Linked DNA regions of Sus scrofa: region 1 is linked to region 2. Evidence: chromatin contacts called from public HiChIP or PLAC-seq data. All regions are on one chromosome and are shown on one strand. Each heading gives the region's core, a stretch centred on a gene start, on an enhancer-like site or on the middle of the called end of the contact. The rest is flanking DNA. Distances are from core to core; before and after follow the strand shown. Region 1 has its middle 28 kb from the start of FRMD8. Region 2 overlaps EHBP1L1 (EH domain-binding protein 1-like protein 1).

Evidence for each region. HiChIP or PLAC-seq counts read pairs in DNA pulled down with a chosen protein or histone mark.
Region 1: a contact with region 2 is called in an H3K27ac HiChIP or PLAC-seq map of alveolar macrophages. The contact joins two enhancer-like sites. A contact is called at or near these places in 2 of 47 Hi-C or Micro-C datasets (embryonic fibroblasts and fetal liver) and 1 of 2 datasets of contacts at active chromatin or transcription factors (alveolar macrophages).

What each region holds. Positions count from the first base shown.
Region 1 is chr2:6,813,743-6,818,910 of Sscrofa11.1, reverse strand. No RefSeq gene overlaps it. Among named protein-coding and RNA genes, the nearest start is that of FRMD8, 28 kb to the left of the region's middle. Within about 2 kb of position 3,275, at least 57 of the 83 cell types and tissues checked have an H3K27ac peak or open chromatin away from gene starts, as enhancers often do. A contact at or near this core is called in alveolar macrophages, where this site is marked.
Region 2 is chr2:6,665,172-6,670,489 of Sscrofa11.1, reverse strand. It overlaps EHBP1L1 (EH domain-binding protein 1-like protein 1), which reads left to right. Exons shown (of 18, transcript XM_021082847.1): 11 at 297-956; 12 at 5,036-5,105; 13 at 5,211-5,266. Among named protein-coding and RNA genes, the nearest start is that of KCNK7, 10 kb to the right of the region's middle. Within about 2 kb of position 3,694, at least 14 of the 83 cell types and tissues checked have an H3K27ac peak or open chromatin away from gene starts, as enhancers often do. A contact at or near this core is called in alveolar macrophages, where this site is marked.

The DNA of each region.
Region 1 (5,168 bases), core at 2,026-4,525, 150 kb before region 2:
GCATAGGCTGGCAGCTGCCGCTCCAATTCAACCCATAGTCTGGGAACTTCCACATGCTGTAGGTGCAGCCCTAAAAAAAAGAAAAAAGAAGAAAACGGATCTGTCCTTATCACTGCTATGGCTCCGGATCAATCCATGGCCAGGGGAACTTCTTCATGTTGCACCCCCAAAAAAATTAAAAACCTAGGGCTGTTGGGGGGAATCCACTGAGTGGAGTGGGTAGACCCTTGGAGCTACTCCTCTCTCTCCTGCTCTGCCCCTTGCCCACAGGAGCTGACAGTCCCAGGCCCCTGCCAACAGGCCCCTCCCCCTGCCCAGCAGTCCAGTTCTTCCAGCACCTCCCCTCCCCCACCCATACGGACCCCTCCAGCTATTTCCACCCACCCCCCACATCCGAGACATAAGGAAATTCCCAGGCTAGGGGTTGAATGGGAGCTGCAGCTGTCGGCCTACACCACAGCCACAGCAATACCAGACCTGAGCCGCATCTGCGACCTACACCGTGGCTCAGGCAAGGCCTGATCCTTAACCCACTGAGCAAGGCCAGGGATAGAACCTGCATCCTCACGGATAGTAGTCAGGCTCGTTACTGCTGAGCCAGGACGGGAACTCCCAGCTATTATTATTATTTTTGTTTTGTTTTTTGCTTTTCAGAGCTGCACCCGTGGCATATGGAGATTCCCAGGCAAGGGGTCTGATCAGAGCTGTAGCTGCTGGTCTATGCCACAGCCACAGCAACACCAGATCCGAGCTGCATCTGCGAACTACACCACAGCTCATGGCAACAACCGGATCCTTAACCCACTGGGCAAGAACAAGGATCGAACCCGCGTCCTCATGGATACTAGCCAGGTTTGTTAACTGCTGAGCCACAACGGGAACTCCCCATGTATAATATAACTTATGTATTTATAATATATATAGTTTATGTATAATATTATTATGTATATATTTTTTTTCGAATTCTCTTCCCTTCTAGATTACTACAAAATATTGAGCATGGCCCCCGTGCCATACAGCAGGTCCTTGTTGGTTCTCTGTTTTACATATAGGAGTGCGTATATGTTAATCCCAGACTCCTCATTTATCCTCCCCTTCCCCGCAGCTATTTCACTCTACTCGTCACGGGTATAATGTGCAAGTGGGAGAATAATAACAGTCCCAGCTCTTCCCAGGACTTCCATGTCGCCGGCCTGTTTGATCTTGGCATTTGGTGGAGAGGGGGTGGTGACCGCTGACGCTCCGGGCTGGTAGGAGCAAAGGCCTCCCCCACAGCTTCAAGGTCGGCAGCCTCCAGGGGCACATGAACCCCTCAGGGGTTCACGCTGCCCACAGAAGCCCCGGCACCACCTGGGTCTCTCACAGGTGCCACTTGGGCAGGTCTAGGGGAGTCAGAACAGAAAAGGGCAGAGGTTCAAGGGTGGTCTGAACAACCCGTGCTCCAGTGGGGTCACTGTGGGGGCGAGAGAGGCTCAGGCCTGGGGACCTTTCCAGCCTCAGGGACACCAGCAGAAGTGAGCTCCGGTGGGGGGCTGCAGGCAGCCTGGGAGGAGAGGGTCCCTGGGGGGGCTGTGCAGACCTAGGCCTGGGAAGGGGCGGCTTTCAGCACCACCAGGTTGCTCACCCAGAGGAGCTGTCACCAAGGTTCCTGGTGGGTGAGGCTTGCGGCGAGGCTGGTGAGATGGACACGGGCCAAAGGGTGGGGCCCCCCAAAGCTGGGACTTGCTCCGTCAGCAACAGGGGGCCTGCCCGAGGACGTCTGGGGCCACTGGTGGGGCGACAGTGGTCCAGGGAGGCAAGGCTTGTGGGACCGGGTACCTCATTCCACAGGCCTTCCTGCTGCTCCCCGTCGGTGCTTGGCACTCGGGAGGGGGGACAAGAGAGTCTGGTGAGCAGGGCTTTCTGGACACAGGGAGGCGACCATGAGCCAGTGAAGGAGTTGGCAGGAAAAGGGCAACGTGAGCTCCAGGCAGCAGGCCGGCTCGTGCAAGGCTGGGGAGCGGGGCTGGGCACCAGGGCCCCCCTGATGCCTCTGTACACGGCAGAGCGTCCCAAAGAGCTGGATGAAGGCGACTGATGGCGTTGCAGTTAGTTCCTGGAGCCACGGCTCGCCCAAGGCCTGGCGCTAGAAGCAGGGGGCTCCCAGTTGGGGGGCCCTTGGAACCCCAGAGGAGGCATAGGTCACACATATGAGAGCCCCCTCCTAACAGGATCACCTCCCTGCCTGTCCCGCCTTTTCTTTTTTTCCTTTTCCAGCCTCCCCAAGGCACATGGAGTTCCCAGGCCAGGGAGCATCGGATCCAAGATGCAGTCACAGCATAAATTGCGCTGCAACAATGCTGGATCCTTAACCCACTGCGCCAGGATGGAACCTGAGACCCAGTGCTCCCAAGACACTGCCGGATCCCGTTGTGCCACAGCGGGAACTCCTGTCCCTCTCTCTTTTGGACACACATGGGCTCCCAAAATGAGAGCAGGAAATGCAGGTGGACTGGCCCACTTCCTCCTCTGCCTTATAAACCGGGAGAACCAACCCCTGACACCCTCCCCCTCAAACGCCTTCTGCCACGTCCGCCAAGAGAGGCTCCCCTGTCTCCCTGAGCTGCACCAGCCATTTCCTGGGAGCTGCTGGGCCCCCGGCCACAGGGAACAGCAGTCCCCCCACCCCGACCCCACCACCCTCTCCATATGTCCTGACTTGGGAGTCCGGGGTGGACGGGACCCCAGATCCGGGCCCGCCACCTGTTTTGTGGGCCTGCTGTTGACCTGGGAACTCATTTCCTTCCTCCGATCAGCCCAGAAACATCACAAATATTGACCGAGAGCCTCACAGTGGGCACAACTGTTTGGTCAACACATTTATCAAGATCCGCTCCACGCCAGGGCCGTCTCGGGGACTGCCAGCTCAGAGGCCCAGGGGAGGACAAACAGACGGAAGGCCCTCCCTTGAGGAGCTCACGTCCCAGCAGGACGGGGTGGGGATGGAGTCTCACTGGGAAGGTGACCTCCAGGCAGAGCCACTGGGTTAAGTGCTTCCAGGCAGACTCTTTTGTTAAAGCGAGGAGGTGAGAACAGGGAAAGCCGGCTGGAGAGCTGACGAAGGGCCTGCCCGGGGGCCTGCAGCAGGGTGGGCCAGACCAGGCTGGGGCCCAGCTTCCTGCCAGGGCAGGAGAGGCCAGTGGGGGCTGGGCGGAGGTCCGGGTTGTTCCCGCTGGGCCGCTGGGAGGCGAGCCAGGGCAGGAAGGGCTCCCGGCCAGCACGCAGTGACTGTGCACTTCCTTACCCAGGCCCTGAAACCCGGGCCCTGGGGCTCTGAAGGGAGAGGCCCAGGCCGAGGGGCTCCTGGGAGGGGGAGAGTCGAAATCTCGGCACCAGTGCCAGACAGAAGCACGGAGACAGTTGGAGGAAGCAGAAAAAGCAGCTTTAACTGCCAGGCAAAGAGGGAACACACAGCAGGCTGGTGCCGCCCTCGGAGGGGACTGTGAGGAGTCCTACAGTGTCCGAGGAGCCGGCCGTGGTCAGCTCCTGGACATGCTCCTGATTGGTGGGTGGGGAGGTCATTGGGAGTCGGCAGCTTTAACGTGCTGGTTCCATCGGGTCTGGGGTCTACGTGCTGTGGGCAGCATCGAGTTAGGTGGTTTCTTCCAAACGGTGGGAGCTTCAGCACCTGCAAAACAGCTCCAGGGTCATGGCTCAAAATATTATCTATAGGCTTTGGTTTTCTTTCTTTATCTTTCTTTTTTTTTTAATTTCTTTTTAAGGCTGCACCCACAGCATATGGAAGTTCCCGGTCTAGGGGTCAAATCAGAGCTGCAGCCACTGGCCCACACCACAGCCACAGCCACGCCAGATCTGAGCCAAGTCTGTGACCTCAGCCACAGCTCACGGCAATGCCACGTCCTTAACCCACTGCTCGGGGTCAGGGATTGAACCTGCATCCTCCTGGGTACTAGTTGGTTGTTGACCTGCTGAGCCACAATAGGAACTCCTATCTAAAGTCTCTGAGGAACTGAAGGTCCTTGACTTTGTTGAATGGCTGAGCTGTTATTACTGTTTTCTTTGTTTTTTTTTTTTTTTTTTTTTCATTCCCTGATTAAATTGGTTCGTTCAAGTTTTTCTATAGCTAAAAAGGCAAGCGGAGGAGATGAGTGGGGGTCTATTCTGGGAAGGCCTCCCAGGGTCCTGCTCCGTTACAAGTCCAAGGTGACCCAGGAGGCCACAGCTCTAGTACTGGGCCTGTGAGAGACGGGAGCAGGGTTCTGGCACATTCTCTAGTGGTGGCAGCAATATCATCACCCTCCTACCCATCTTGACCCTAAAGCACCAGCCCTTTCTCGCCCCTCTTCTCTCTCCTGGGACCCGTCCTGGGCTGATGTGTTTTCAGGAAAACAAAACTAAGCAGGCTTCAGAACGAGAAGGGAAGGCAATCCTGGCTGTGAGAAAGGACTTGGAGCCCTGGCCCTGACCCTGAAATCCGGATGTTGCCCAAGGGGTCCTCCCCCCCCCCCGTCCCCCCAGCCATGAGCCCCTCAGGGCACTGCCCCAGGAAGAGCAGGTCTCAACCACCCCCCGGGTGGGGCAGGCCTCTCATCACCCAGCCCCACCCAGGGACCAAAGTTCTCTTGTTTACTGCCGTTTCCTGGAACAGCTTGTTTTGCTCAGGAGAAATCTGCTGACGCACTGGCTGCCCTGCCCTCCTCTCTGTAAAAATACTCCCGAGGTATTTTCAGCCTTATTTGCAGAAAGAGGCAGGACCCGAGCCTTCCATTTGTCCATCTCACTGTAAGGACAGCCTTGGCCCCAAAGGCCGGACAGAGAGGTCCCTGTGTGGCTTTCTACCCTCATTCCTCCTCAGAGACAATCCAGCTCCAACAAAAGCTAGCCATGCTGCCCGGAGAGCTTCTAAGCCAGGGCCCATGGACACTGTGCCAATTTATCCTTGAAAATGGAGTGGGTGGTGGGACCCCTCCAGACACAGGGGCACAAAGGAAGGCCTTAGTTCCTTTCGTGTTGGAGAGTCCTAAGCAGCGCAGAATCCTAATGCTTTGTGCATTGCTAATTCCACCTACTCCTGCTCTTTTGAAAAATACAATCTAATACAGTTTGTTCCTGGGATTTGGGAATGACGTGTGGATGAGGAAGGTAATTAGACCAGAGAGAGAAAAAAG
Region 2 (5,318 bases), core at 2,445-4,944:
CCAGCTGTGGCTTTTGGGAGTTCTGCCACTTATTACCCTTTGGGTCTTTAAATCGCTTTAGCATTTTTTAAAAAGCATATTTCCACCAGATGGTTTTTCCAGTTGCTGGGTAACACGCGAGGGAGGGCCCTGTTGCTAGATTTCCCCCAACACGAGGGTGAAGGCGCTGTTGGCAAACCCTGGCACGCCAGTCGCGGGGACCTCCTCCTCGGTGGTCCCGGGCGAGGCGGGGCTGTGGCGTCGCTGGGTAACGCCCGCCGCCGCCGCCGCCGCTGAGCCGAACGCACCGTTCCTAGGCCTTCGATGGCTTCGCGGCCCTCGGCGTGTCGCGGCTGCTGGAGCCCGCGGACATGGTGCTGCTGGCGGTGCCGGACAAGCTCATCGTCATGACGTACCTGTGCCAGATCCGCGCCTTCTGCACGGGGCAGGAGCTGCAGCTGGTGCAGCTGGAGGGCGGCGGGGGCGCCGGCACCTACCGCGTGGCCAGCGCCCAGCCGAGCCCGCCCGACGAGCTGGACGCGGGCGACCTGGCGCAGCGGCTGCGCGAGCACCGGACCGAGGCGCCCCAGGAGCTCCAGGAGGCCGCGACCCGCGCGGACCGGGCGGCCCCGGAGGCGGCCTCCAAGGACCGTGGGGCCGAGGCCGCCCAGGAGGCGCGCTCCGCGGAGGCCCCCGCCGACGGCCCGGGAGCCCGGGCGTCCGAGCCCCCGGCAGAAGGGCTGGTGAACGGAGTCGGGGCGCCGGGCGCCGCGGGCGGCGTCAGGCTGCGGCGGTCGTCGGTCAACGCGGAGGCCGGGCCGGTGCCCCCGCCCCGCGCGCACGGCTCCTTCTCCCACGTGCGCGACGCTGACCTGCTGAAGAAGAGGCGCTCGCGGCTGCGGAACAGCAGCTCCTTCTCGGTGGACGAGACGGACTCGGGAGCAGCAGGAGCGGCCGGAGCGGCCGGCGCGGCAGCGGTGAGTGCCCTCCGCTGCGTAGGGGTCAGGGGAGCCGGCGGAGCAGGGGCAGGTCCCCAGGCATCACCCCCACCCCCCACCCCCGCGCCAGGGCTGGTTTCGGTTTCGGTGCTCCTCCTCAGGGGCGCCGGTGTGCCCAGACCCACCAGCACCAGGGATCGAACCTGCGCCAATGCAATGACCCAAAGCCGCTGCAGTGACAGCGCTGCTGGGTCCTTACTTAACCTGCTGCGCCACAGGAGATTCTTTTAGGGCTTTTTAACACTTGATACCCAGTTAGGGGAATCACAGGCTGGAATAGGAAGTTCCCAGAAGGCACTGTGTAGACAGTCTTGGAGGCAGGGCTCTTTTGCACTGTAGAGCGGGTTGGGGCATTTCTTTCCCTGCAGGTGGCCCAGATGCCACCACTTCCCTGTAAGCTGGGAGCAGGGTTTCTATACTCCAGGGAGCTCTCTAGGGTCTCCCAACCCCCAAGAGTCTCTGACTTGGATCTTTAACTCCAGATGCTGGAGACCAGTTTCCTCTCTTCCCTGATAATGGAAAGTTGGAGATGGGAAACCCTGCTGGGTGCCCATGTACCCCTGTCCCTTGCAGGTGTCAGGTCAGTCTCCTAGGTGTCTCATGGTTACTGCACCGAAGGGGAGATGGTCCCAGAATGGGCAGGGATTTACTCAAGGCCTCGCAGCCACTGAAGTCCAGCCATGGGCTTTCCAGCTGCACCGTCCTAGACAGCAGGCAGTCTGTTAGGCTGCTCCAGGCCTTCAGCAGCTCTGGGATGGCCCTGAGTTCTAAGGAAAGGAAGGAATAAACTGGTAAAGGCTTTTGGAGGAAGCAGCCATTTGCTCCGGGCCAATAAGACGGGCAGCTTTTCCCAGGTGAAGAATCAGAGCGGGTGGTTCTCAAGAGGGGGGCCTCACAAGCAAAACCGTGGCAGCAGGACAGCTCAGGCCTCCGTTAGGGAGACCGTCATCTCCGTTAGAGAGACTCTTAGGTGAGCCCGTCATCTCCCTTAAGGGCCGCAGGCGGTGGTGAGGCTGGCCTGGCGAGCAGGAGCCTGCAGTGCAGGGTTGGAGGCACAGCCCTAAGCCCGTGAGTGAGGAGGCCATCAGAGGCACCCACAGAGGCCGTGATAGACAGCTGTCCTCAACCTGTCTTTTGGCCTCCAGCCAAAGCCCCCTTAATGTGTGTCAAGAGCTCTTTACAGTTTAAAAGGGGAGGCTCTGTCCTTCTGGGCCCAGGTCCCAGCATCTGGTCCTTCCAAGCCAGGCCCTTCCTCCAGCCGTTGTCCCACAGAAGCTATTTGACGCGTGGGGCTGGAGGGGGCTCCCCTTCACCCCCCGTCCCCCATCCTTAGGTGAGCCGTGGGAGGAGGCAGGGGCCGCCCCTGGCCGTGGGGGCTCCCAGAGTCCTGGCTAGAATGACGTCGGCATCTGGAAGCCGGCGAGAGGCTGAAGCAATGCCATGAGAAGGCAGGGTGCCTCTGGTGCAGCTCAGCAGGGCTTCCTGGAGGAGCGGCCCGCGTGAGGGGGTAGAAAGGGGAATTTGGCGCAGACACGAGGAGGCGTTGGAATTCCCGTCGGGGCTGGTGTAAGTAAGCTTAGTTGCTGCTGAGTTTCGGGTTTCTCCACTCTCCTGCCTCTGCCACCATGTTGAGCAATCACTGTGTGCCTGCCCTGCCCCCCCCCACAACCCCTCACCAACTTGTTCAGTGCCCCTTCTGGGGAGCGGTTACCCCATTTTGCACATGGGAGGGTTGAGGCTAAGGGAGATGAGGAAAGAGATAAAGGGAGTTGATTGAGTTGATAGAGGAACCCTGGTTCTGAGACGGAACTCTTTTTTTTTCCTTTTTAAAAAATCTTTTTAGGGCTGCACCTGTGGCATATGGAGCTTCCCAGGCCAGGGGGTCGAATTGGAGCTGCAGCTGCTGGCCTACACCACAGCCACAGCACCACGGGGTCCGAGCGGCATCTGCAACTTACACCACAGCTCACGGCAACGCTAGATGCTTAACCCACTGAGCAAGGCCGGGGATCGAACCTGCGTCCTCGTGGATGCTAGTCACATTCGTCTTGAGAGTGAACTCAGGACCCTCTACTGGGCCCAGGACTATTAACTGGCTGCGTGACCCCAGACAAGCCACTTGCTCTCTGTACTCTTTTCCTGAGGAGGAGAAGCAAAGACATGAAAGTTTGTCAAGTGGCATTGAGACACCCCTGCAGGGCACTATCAAAAAAGGAACTGGGAGTTCCTGTTGTGGCTCAGTGGTGATGAACCCGGCTAGTATCCGTGAGGGCGTGGGTTTGATCCCCAGCCTCCCTCAGTGGGTTAAGGATCCAGCGTTGCTGTGGCTGTGGCGGAGGCTGGCAGCTACAGCTCCGAATCGACCCCTAGCCTGGGAACTTCCAGATGCCGCAAGTGCAGCCCTGAAAAAGACAAAAGCGGGGGTGACTGTGTTTTTCCCCAGATGCCTTCTGGAGCCCGGCAACCCCCAGATTACCCAGGCCTGGGATTCCTCCCCATCATACATACAAGGGCACAGACAGGCCCAGTGGCCATGACTGGCCCAGAGGCAAATAGCAAATTGGTGGCCTAGCTTGGGAAGTCACCTTTGGATTAGACAGGCCTAGGCCAGGTCCTGTGTGAATGTCACCTGTGGGCCTCTGTCTCCTCGTCTGTAAAGCAGGGACAGTGTTCTTGGGAGAGCTGATGAGTCAGTTCGTGCACAGCGCCCACACACGAACAAATGCTTAAGGCGTCTTAGCCACGACTTTGAACCAGAGCGTGTCCTCTGGACCCCAGCCTGTGTGCAGCCGCTGCCTCTGCTGGGGGAGGCGTGGATGACCAACAGCCGTGACAGGCTGGGGGTAGGGCTGGAGCTGGGACGCGAGAGGCCCTGGGGGCCACGGTGGGCAAGGATCTGCCCAGCCTGGGAATTGGGGAGGCTTCAGGAGGCATGAAAGCCAGGGACGGAGGAAGAAAGCCGTGTGAAGGGGCCTCTGGAGGAGGCGGGGAGGAGCTGGGTCATAAAGGTCGCGCTGGTGTCCAGCAGCCCAAGATAGAGGCCAAGGAAACAGGCTGAGGAAACAGTTTGGAGAAGTGAAAGTCCCATCACTGTGGCCAGAGGGTGGCATCTGGGTGGGGTTCCGGGCAGTGGGAGTTGAGGCTGGAGCTGCCAGCAGGCCTTGGCCATGAGGCTGGGGGCCGAGGGCCGGGTGTGGGAGACTGACTCTGTTTAGAAAGCCTTCTCGGTTGTGGCTGGAGGGTAAAGTCGGCAGGCAGGGAAAGAGGGGGTGACTAGTGAAGAGGCTGCCACTGGCCCAGGCCAGAGCGGCTGTCACCCGAGGCAGGGATGTCCAGGGCTGCCTCTTGGCGAGGTACACCGTGGGGTGGACAGTGGGGGGGGGCTCAAAGCTTTCTCCCCACCTCATGACCTAGAAAGGTGGCCAGAGCAGTAGCCACCAAAGGGGCTCGGCTATCAGCTGAGATCCAAGGTGGGGGCCTCCAGGGCTGATAGCCCCTGCGGGTTGCCAGGGGCAGGGCACATGAGAGGCTGTAATGGATGGGTCCAGCCGCCTGTTCGGTTCTGAGTGTTATGTGAAAAGCACAGCGTTCTCTAGGTGTGGGATTGATAAGGTGGGACAGTGTCCCATTTTGGCCAGGACATGGAGGCACTGCCTCGTCACGGCCACATCCAGGTCAGCTCCCTGGCCTGTGGGAGTGCCGTGGGGGAGGGGGCGGGAGGAGGAAGGAAAGGTCCCAGCCTTTCACCCCAGACTCTCACAAAGGCCCCGTGAGGCCCCAGGAATGAGGACTGCGAGGCTCAACGAGTGGGAGTGGACCAGCCCAGGACCACAGCGCCAGGAGCCGCGGAGGCCAGAGCCTTGCGGGCCTTGCGGGAGGAGGCGCTTTGCCCAGGGGGTAGGGGTGGAGTTCTGAGCACCCGGGCTGGAGCAGCCGCTGGGGCTGCAGGCAGGGCCTGGAACTGAGGCCCCTTCCTCCCACGTGAGTGAGGCTCTGGCTGGCCCCAGGGTAGACCTTGGGGAGCCCCTCCAAGCCCTCACTGGCCTCTTCCTCCGCAGGAAGGTGTGAGCCCTGACCCCAGCCCTGCCCCTGGCCCTGCCCCCGCCACAGCCCCACAGCAGCCCCCTGGTGAGTAGTTTCGAAGGGGTGGTGACTGTCACAGATCCTGAGCTGGGGACCTTCCAGGCGGGCGCAGGTGTCGGCTGAGCACCTTAGCCTGGTCTCTGTCTGCAGGTGGGACTCCCGCTGCGGAGGAACCACCCCCAAGCCCGGGGGAGGAGGCTGGGCTGGTAAGGAGGGCTGAGGTGGGAGGAGCCACTGGGTGGGTGGGCCTCCTAGATG